Linked DNA regions of Mus musculus: region 2 is linked to region 1. Evidence: chromatin contacts called from public HiChIP or PLAC-seq data. All regions are on one chromosome and are shown on one strand. Each heading gives the region's core, a stretch centred on a gene start, on an enhancer-like site or on the middle of the called end of the contact. The rest is flanking DNA. Distances are from core to core; before and after follow the strand shown. Region 1 has its middle 29 kb from the start of Kif13a. Region 2 holds the start of Nhlrc1 (NHL repeat containing 1).

What was found. HiChIP or PLAC-seq counts read pairs in DNA pulled down with a chosen protein or histone mark.
Region 2: an H3K4me3 HiChIP or PLAC-seq map of bone marrow-derived macrophages shows a contact between it and region 1, with 2.6 times the contacts expected there. The contact joins the promoter of Nhlrc1 here to the enhancer-like site in region 1. A contact is called at or near these places in 4 of 39 promoter capture datasets (the 3T3-L1 cell line, embryonic stem cells, hippocampal neurons and 1 more), 8 of 484 Hi-C or Micro-C datasets (the AML12 cell line, the HPC-7 cell line, cerebellum and 4 more), 13 of 115 datasets of contacts at active chromatin or transcription factors (bone marrow-derived macrophages, embryonic forebrain, embryonic limb bud and 4 more) and 3 of 9 other capture datasets (adipose tissue, embryonic stem cells and pancreatic islet).

Annotation. Positions count from the first base shown.
Region 1 is chr13:46,957,457-46,960,883 of GRCm38.p6, reverse strand. No RefSeq gene overlaps it. Among named protein-coding and RNA genes, the nearest start is that of Kif13a, 29 kb to the right of the region's middle. Within about 2 kb of position 1,528, at least 20 of the 459 cell types and tissues checked have an H3K27ac peak or open chromatin away from gene starts, as enhancers often do. A contact at or near this core is called in bone marrow-derived macrophages, where this site is marked.
Region 2 is chr13:47,012,629-47,016,477 of GRCm38.p6, reverse strand. Nhlrc1 (NHL repeat containing 1) reads left to right here and starts at 1,628. Exons shown (of 1, transcript NM_175340.4): 1 at 1,628-3,849. The coding sequence starts at 1,699. The coding sequence ends at 2,904.

The DNA of each region.
Region 1 (3,427 bases), core at 279-2,778:
TGAGGAAGGATTCTGGAGAAAGTGAAGGAAAGAGGGATATAGCTCCTCCTTCCTGGTGTCTTCTGTATTAACAGCTCAACAAAAATGGCGGCTGTTCGTCACAATTCCCTCAGGATCAGGCTGATGTTCCCTGTGCTAATACAACTGTAATAAAGAGTGTACAACTACACACACACACACACACACACACACACACACACACACACACACACACGAGTGTGCACACACACAATCATTCCTAGTTCAGCTCCCACTTTCCCCAGCATCACCAGAAAGAGCAGCAGCCATCACTGACCAAGAAATTCTTTCTCTGAAGGAATGCCAGGCAGTCTTTGCTGGGTGGATGGGTTCAGTGCTGAGAACTCAGGCTGGGATGAACTTTCTAGCTCCCTCTGTGATGCCCTTGCAGAAAGAACTGTCAAACCCAACTAATAAGCCACAGTAAACAGCTCACTGTGTTCCAGGGATGCTGAATACATAGATACTGAGGACAGGTTCAAAACCAAGTCCACCTGTGCATGCCTGCACGCAAACATCTGTAGGCGGGGCTCCTCCAACATCAGCCTCTTCATTCAGATAAACTCTGTCCAACAAGGACTGCCTGCCAAGTGCTTGCTGCACACACCTTTCAACATTCAATCTTCAACAACTGTTAACTGTGCCCCGGTCCTAAGCACTGAGGCTCTGGATGCTGGGCAGCTGTGGTGGGCGGGTTTTTCCTTTTGTCAATCTTTCTGATTGGTGGATTCCCATGCTGAGGAGTATGGGATCCATCCGGGGCAGGAGGGTATAGAAGCCAGGGATGTAGCTCACAGCTCACTGGTAAAGGGCATGCTTGGCTGTGAGAAGCCCTGGGTTATAGATTTACTATGCTGTTGTATCAAATGTTGATTAAGAAAGAGTATTAAAATTGCAAAAGATTTACCACAGGGATTCATTTCAGTGTAGGACCCAAAGTCAGAGAGATGAAGGCCTTATCTCAGATGTATGGGTAAGAAAATTGATGTTCCCTAGCTGATGCGTTCCTCAGCTTGTCGGGTGAATGAGGTATAAAGAAAAAGCCAGGGCACCTGACTGGAGGGTGCTTCCCCTCTCCAGGGTGCAGCTCAGGTGTTAGAGGGAGGAAAAAAAGGTGGTCCGAGCACTTTCACTACCAAGTAAACCAAGGACAGGACCCCTCGTGACATTGTCCTAGGATTTATGTCTTTGTGATTTGGACACTTCCAACCGTTATTGTGATTGCCGCTGCTTTAAAAATCCTTGTCTGGAGCAAGGAGGACAGGTGGAGCAGGCTTACCATTCTCCAAACTTTTCCGCCCTAAAAGATGTGCAGTGGTGTCACAAGTGAAAGACACGTGGTCCCGAGAGAGATGGGGGACCCATGAAGTTTACAAGAGATGTGTAAGAGCCAGAAAGCTCACCAAACTTGACTCATGCTTGCCCGTTCTGGACATGATCTCATCAGCAGGCCATTGCTGGGGAGAGGAGACATTTCAAAGGTGGAGCCTACAGCAAGTTGCACAGTGAACTCCAAGGGAGGCAGCAGCTTTTGTGAGTCATCGCTTATGCTGGGGTGCACTTTGCAGGGACACAGCTGCCTTTGAGTCATTCATGCTCCTGTAAGTGACCCCAGTAAACTCACTGCTGTGCGAAGCTGGACCCTGGGAGCCATCACTTCTGTGTCTGCCCATTATTCCCCTCTGTATCTGGGGGTGAATAGAAAGAGATCCCAGGGAAAGGTAATGCCATGTGGACTGTGGTATCTAGGAAATGCTGATGAATGGTGGTTATAACCTGCTACAGTTTGGATGAGCACCCCCCCACACACACACACACACACGGCTCATGGGTTAAAGATTTGGTCCCTAGGCCAAAACCTGGGAGATAGTATTATGTATAGATAGCATGTAGGGAGTGAGGCTTAGTGGAAAGAAGACAGATCACTCATCCCTAAATAAGATAGCTGGCATCCCACCCTCTCATCTTTTTGTTCCTTGGCCACTTTAAGGTGAACAGGATACTCTGCTATGTGTTGCCACTATGTGGCTTGATGCCACCACAGGCCCCAAATCAACAGGCCAACTATGAACTGATACCTCTGAAAACTGTCAGCCAAAACAAACCTTTCTTCTTTACAAGTTGATCATCTCTCGTATTTTGTCACAGCAATGGATGGCTAAGTAATACAGCGGCTGCTTTCTTCACTATTAATAGCTAAAACAGGACTTCCCAGGACTGAGGAATGATCTGCAGACTGACTGAGGACACACTGCCTGCAGAAGTAGATCTGGGGGTTCAACTCTTGTCTATCTGAGGCTAAAATTCAAGTTTGGGCTTGGGTGTAGCTCAGCAGTAGAATATCTTGTGTTCTTGAGGCCCCTGGTACTAACTCCAGGACTTTAAAAGAAACAAATTTGGCTGGAGAGTTGGCTCAGTATTAAGAGCACTAACTGCTCTTTCAGAGGTTCTGAGTTTAATTCCCAGCAACCACATGGTGGCTCACAACCATCTGTAATGGGATCTGATGCCCTCTTCTGGTGTGTCTGAAGAGAGCAATGGTGTACTCATTCAACAAACAACAAAACAAAACAAAACAAAACAAAACAAAACAAAAAGAAACAAGCTCAAACCACTTCCATTTTACTTCCTCATACTGACTCTCCTGATATGAGTTCCTTTATTACTAACAGTATAGATTTCTCATAAATTCAGTTTGACTCCAATCTTTCTCAAGAAGAACCTGCTTGGAGGGCTGGAGAGGTAACTTAGTGGTTAAGAGCACTCTGCTCTTGCAGAGGTCCCAAGTTCGGTTCTCAGCACCCATGTCAGGCAGTTCACCACCTTCTGTGACACCAGCTCCAGGGGAGCCCTGTTCTAGCCTCCAAGGGTACTTGCACTCATGTGCACATACTATATCCCCCATACACATAGTTTGAACATAAAGTGAAAATTAAATCCCAAAAGAGAGCTTGCCGAGAAGACCTTAAGAAAGAATTCCCACCTGGGCAGTGTCAGCACACACCTTTAATCTCAGAACTTGGAGGAAAAGGAAGGAAAATGTCTGTGAGTTCGAGGCCAGCCTGGTCTGCAGAGTGAGTTCCAGGACATCCAGGGCTACACAGAGAAACCCTGTCTCGAAAAACCAAAATAAAGACTGATCCCACTATGGCTCCCTTCAGTGAGCTGCTTAGTTCTTCTGTGCATGGTTTGTCTCCTGCTCCTCTCTCTCCCTCCTCCATCCTTCTTTTCATGTACCTCAGGCTAGCCTTACACTACCACATTCAACTTGTTTCTTCTTCATAAGTCTTGCTAGTTTGAGCTCTGTTTTACCCTTGGCATCCATACTTTTTAAAAAGACTCTCTTGGTATTTGAGAGTGACTCCCAATGATACACACACACACACACACACACACACACACACACACA
Region 2 (3,849 bases), core at 379-2,878, 55 kb before region 1:
AAACTTTCTATGAGATATTATTTTAGTTGGTGTCTTATTTAGAATGGAAATGCATTTTGAAATCATAGTATCAGCTTGGTTATTCTGGTCTAACATTCAATCTCTGAGATATGTAGTAGTTGATTAAAAAAGAAAAAAAAAAACTGCTTGTTTTCCTTGGCCTTCCAAAGAATTTCTCTCTCGAAGAGTGTTAACACAGGCTTGAGTCCTCCAGTTTCTTGGAAGTCTATGGAACAAGAGGGTAACCAATCATGATCACAGCCTTTTTGTGAATAAGAATGTTCTAATACATGGTTTTGGCCAGCACCTTGTTCATGTAAGACAGTTAACTCCGAAAATGAGAGCTTTGAATACCCCCAATGGATTTCGGAAGATTATACTGACCATAAGATTAGGATACTTCCACGATCATCTTTATTGTCAATCATTTCTCCAGTTTTGAAATATTTCCTATACTTATTTATTTGCAGGTGTATATGTTTATGTGAATGTATCTCACACGTTTGCAAATGCATGGAGACCAGAAGGGGACTCTGGATTCCCTGGAGCTGGGGTTACAGATGGTGCGGAGAACTGAACTCATGTCCTCCAGAAGGGCAGCAAGCACTCTTTACCACTGAGCCATCGCTTCAGCCCCTTTACTTTCAATCTTTCTCGGGATGGAAGGCATTGCAGGGAGGAACCGCTGGCTCGAACTTACCTGTACGTTATAATCCCCTTCACAGTGCCCCTCAGCCCACACTGGTGCAGTTAAGCCTTTGCCAAGGAGACTCAAACATTTGTCATACAAAACCATATCTGATGATCAGTGAGATGCCGTGTAGTCAAACTGCCTGCCTTCCAATCACGGCCTCCATGAGGCTTAAATAAAAGTGAATGAAAACCACTTAAAAGAAGGCAGGCACGAGCGAATTCTATAACTGCTACTAACTAACAAGTTTTGTTGTTGTTGTTTTGTTTGTTTTTGAGACGGGGTCTCCCTTTGTGCCTCTAACTGGCCTGGAACTCACTATGTAGACCACCATGCGAGAAAGCTAACAGCTTTCAAAATATCCCTTCCACACAAACCCACTTCACAAGTATTCTTTTGTTTGTTTTGGTTTGGGGGTTTGTTTTTTTAGGCACTGTAGCCTAGGCTGGCCTCCAACTAACCACCAACAGCTGTTCTCCTGTTTCTGCCGCCTGAGTCCCGGCATCACAACTATCACACCCAATTCTTTGACGTCTACGTAGCTACCTTCTCACAAGAAGGAAAAAACACAGCAGAGAGGAATGCACATCTGCCCCTTGAAGTTATCTTCTTTCTTGTGTCTCTGTCTTCAGAATCTTACTATACAGAGACTAGGAGCCATGTCTTGTTCCTGTCTAGCCCTGGTACCCACCTCCCAGCGAAGCTGACTGGCAGTCCGTTTGGGCACCATCCCTGAGAGACTAGCTGTCACTTACAGGAGGACACGGAGAGACCCACTCATCACACCCCGCCCCCACACCCGCTGACATGTCTCAATCTTTAATCCTGGAATCTTCCACCCGTGACGTGATTATCCCAGGTCTGCGCACGGCGCATGCGGACGACTGCGTCGTGCGTCCGCCAGGGGGTGGCAGTGTGCGCCCTGCGTCAGAGCGCATGCCCCGCTCCGTGACCGTGACCGTGGCCGTGACTGAGGGCTGCGCGGAGGCAGCGGAGCAGCGGGAGCAATGGGGGAGGAGGCGACGGCGGTGGCAGCGGCTGGGGTGCGGCCCGAGCTGGTGCGGGAGGCGGAGGTCAGCCTGCTGGAGTGCAAGGTGTGCTTCGAGAGGTTCGGCCACTGGCAGCAGCGGCGCCCGCGCAACCTGCCCTGCGGCCACGTGGTCTGCTTGGCCTGTGTCGCCGCTCTCGCGCACCCGCGGACGCTGGGCCTCGAGTGTCCCTTCTGCCGGCGGGCCTGCCGAGCCTGTGACACCAGCGATTGCCTGCCGGTGCTGCACCTCCTGGAGCTCCTGGGCTCCACCCTCCACGCGTCCCCGGCTGCCCTCAGCGCCGCCCCCTTCGCGCCGGGGACTCTCACCTGCTACCACGCCTTCGGCGGGTGGGGGACCCTAGTGAACCCCACAGGGCTTGCACTGTGCCCCAAGACCGGACGGGTAGTGGTCGTGCACGACGGGAAGAGACGGGTCAAGATCTTTGACTCCGGAGGAGGAGGTGCACACCAGTTTGGAGAAAAGGGGGACGCAGCGCACGACGTGAAGTACCCACTGGATGTCGCCGTCACCAACGACTGCCATGTGGTTGTCACCGACGCTGGCGACTGCTCCCTCAAAGTGTTTGATTTCTTTGGCCAGATCAAGCTGGTTGTGGGAAAGCAGTTTTCCCTGCCTTGGGGTGTGGAGATCACCCCTCACAATGGGGTCCTGGTGACTGATGCAGAGGCAGGGACTTTGCACCTGCTGGAAGCGGATTTCCCTGAAGGGGTCCTTCGGAGGATTGAGAGGTTGCAAGCTCACCTATGCAGTCCCCGTGGGTTGGCAGTGTCATGGCTCACGGGGGCCATCGCGGTCCTAGAGCATCCTTGTGCCTTTGGGAGGACTGGCTGTAACAACACAAGGGTGAAGGTGTTCAACTCCACTATGCAGCTGATTGGCCAGGTGGATAGCTTCGGGCTGAACCTCCTCTTCCCCTCCAAAGTAACTGCCTCTGCTGTGACCTTCGATCACCAAGGAAACGTGATTGTTGCTGACACCTCTGGTCCAGCCATCGTCTGCTTGGGGAAACCCGAAGAATTCCCAGCCCTGAAGCCTATAATCACTCACGGCCTCTCCCGTCCTGTGGCACTGGCCTTCACCAAGGAGAATTCTCTTCTTGTGCTGGATACTGCATCCCATTCTATAAAAGTCTTTAAAGTGATGGAGGGCAACGGAGGGTGATGGGGATCCTGAAGCCAGGAGTCAGAAATCTTGGTGTCATTGGGAGTGAATTGGTCTCACCCATCCATCCAGACAGAAGTAATGGTAACTGAATGGCAAAAGCAGTTACTAAGGCAGTTTTAAAAGACTAATAATTAAATTTGTCATTCGGTGAATGCCTGTTCCCGTGTTAAGAAATTTGCAGATCTTAGCCTGTTTGCTTCTTAACACACAGCGATGTTAATTCCTATTATCCGTCCACTTGGGAGATGAGAAGACAGACCCAGAGCATTCAGTATGGTTTCTTTAGAGTTGTATTCACTGGGACAGTTGAATTCAGTTCTGGCTCCAAACCACTTGCTCTTAGATATGATGTTAGATGTCGTCAACAACAACAAAAACTGTGAGCTGTGTCTTATGTATGTATGTTCTCCTTACAAGTGGGTAACTGGTAAAGTGCACAAAGACAAGAAAGGGGTCTTCATGGGGATTTTAGGAGAAAAGGGAAGTTGTCCATCACCTTCAGCTGTGAGCTCCCCCAAAGGTAGAGTAGATAGCTTATTACCAGTTCCAAGATTTGAACAAGAAACAAAGTTGAGCTCTTTCCTTATAAGGCAAAGGCTGCCAGGATGATAGTGTGTGCCAGAACTCCAAATCCTGAGAAGTGGAGGCAGGAAGTTCAATGCAATCTGCAGCTTAGCTACCTAGTAATTTTGAGGCTAAGCTGGACTAGTGTGTTCTCTCTCTCTCCCTCTCTTTCTCTCCCTCTCTCCCCCTCTTTCTTCTTCCTCTATGGGCACTGGGAACTATCCCGCAGTGATAATTTGAGAAAAATCTGCAGAGCCACTGCCTGCTAGCGTCATGGGCATATGAGACTCGTGTTAATTAGATCTTGCCCCAGCACATTGATGGCAGAAGTGATTTTGTTTGGTGTGGTAAATCTCTGACGCCTGAAGCACTTTGTGA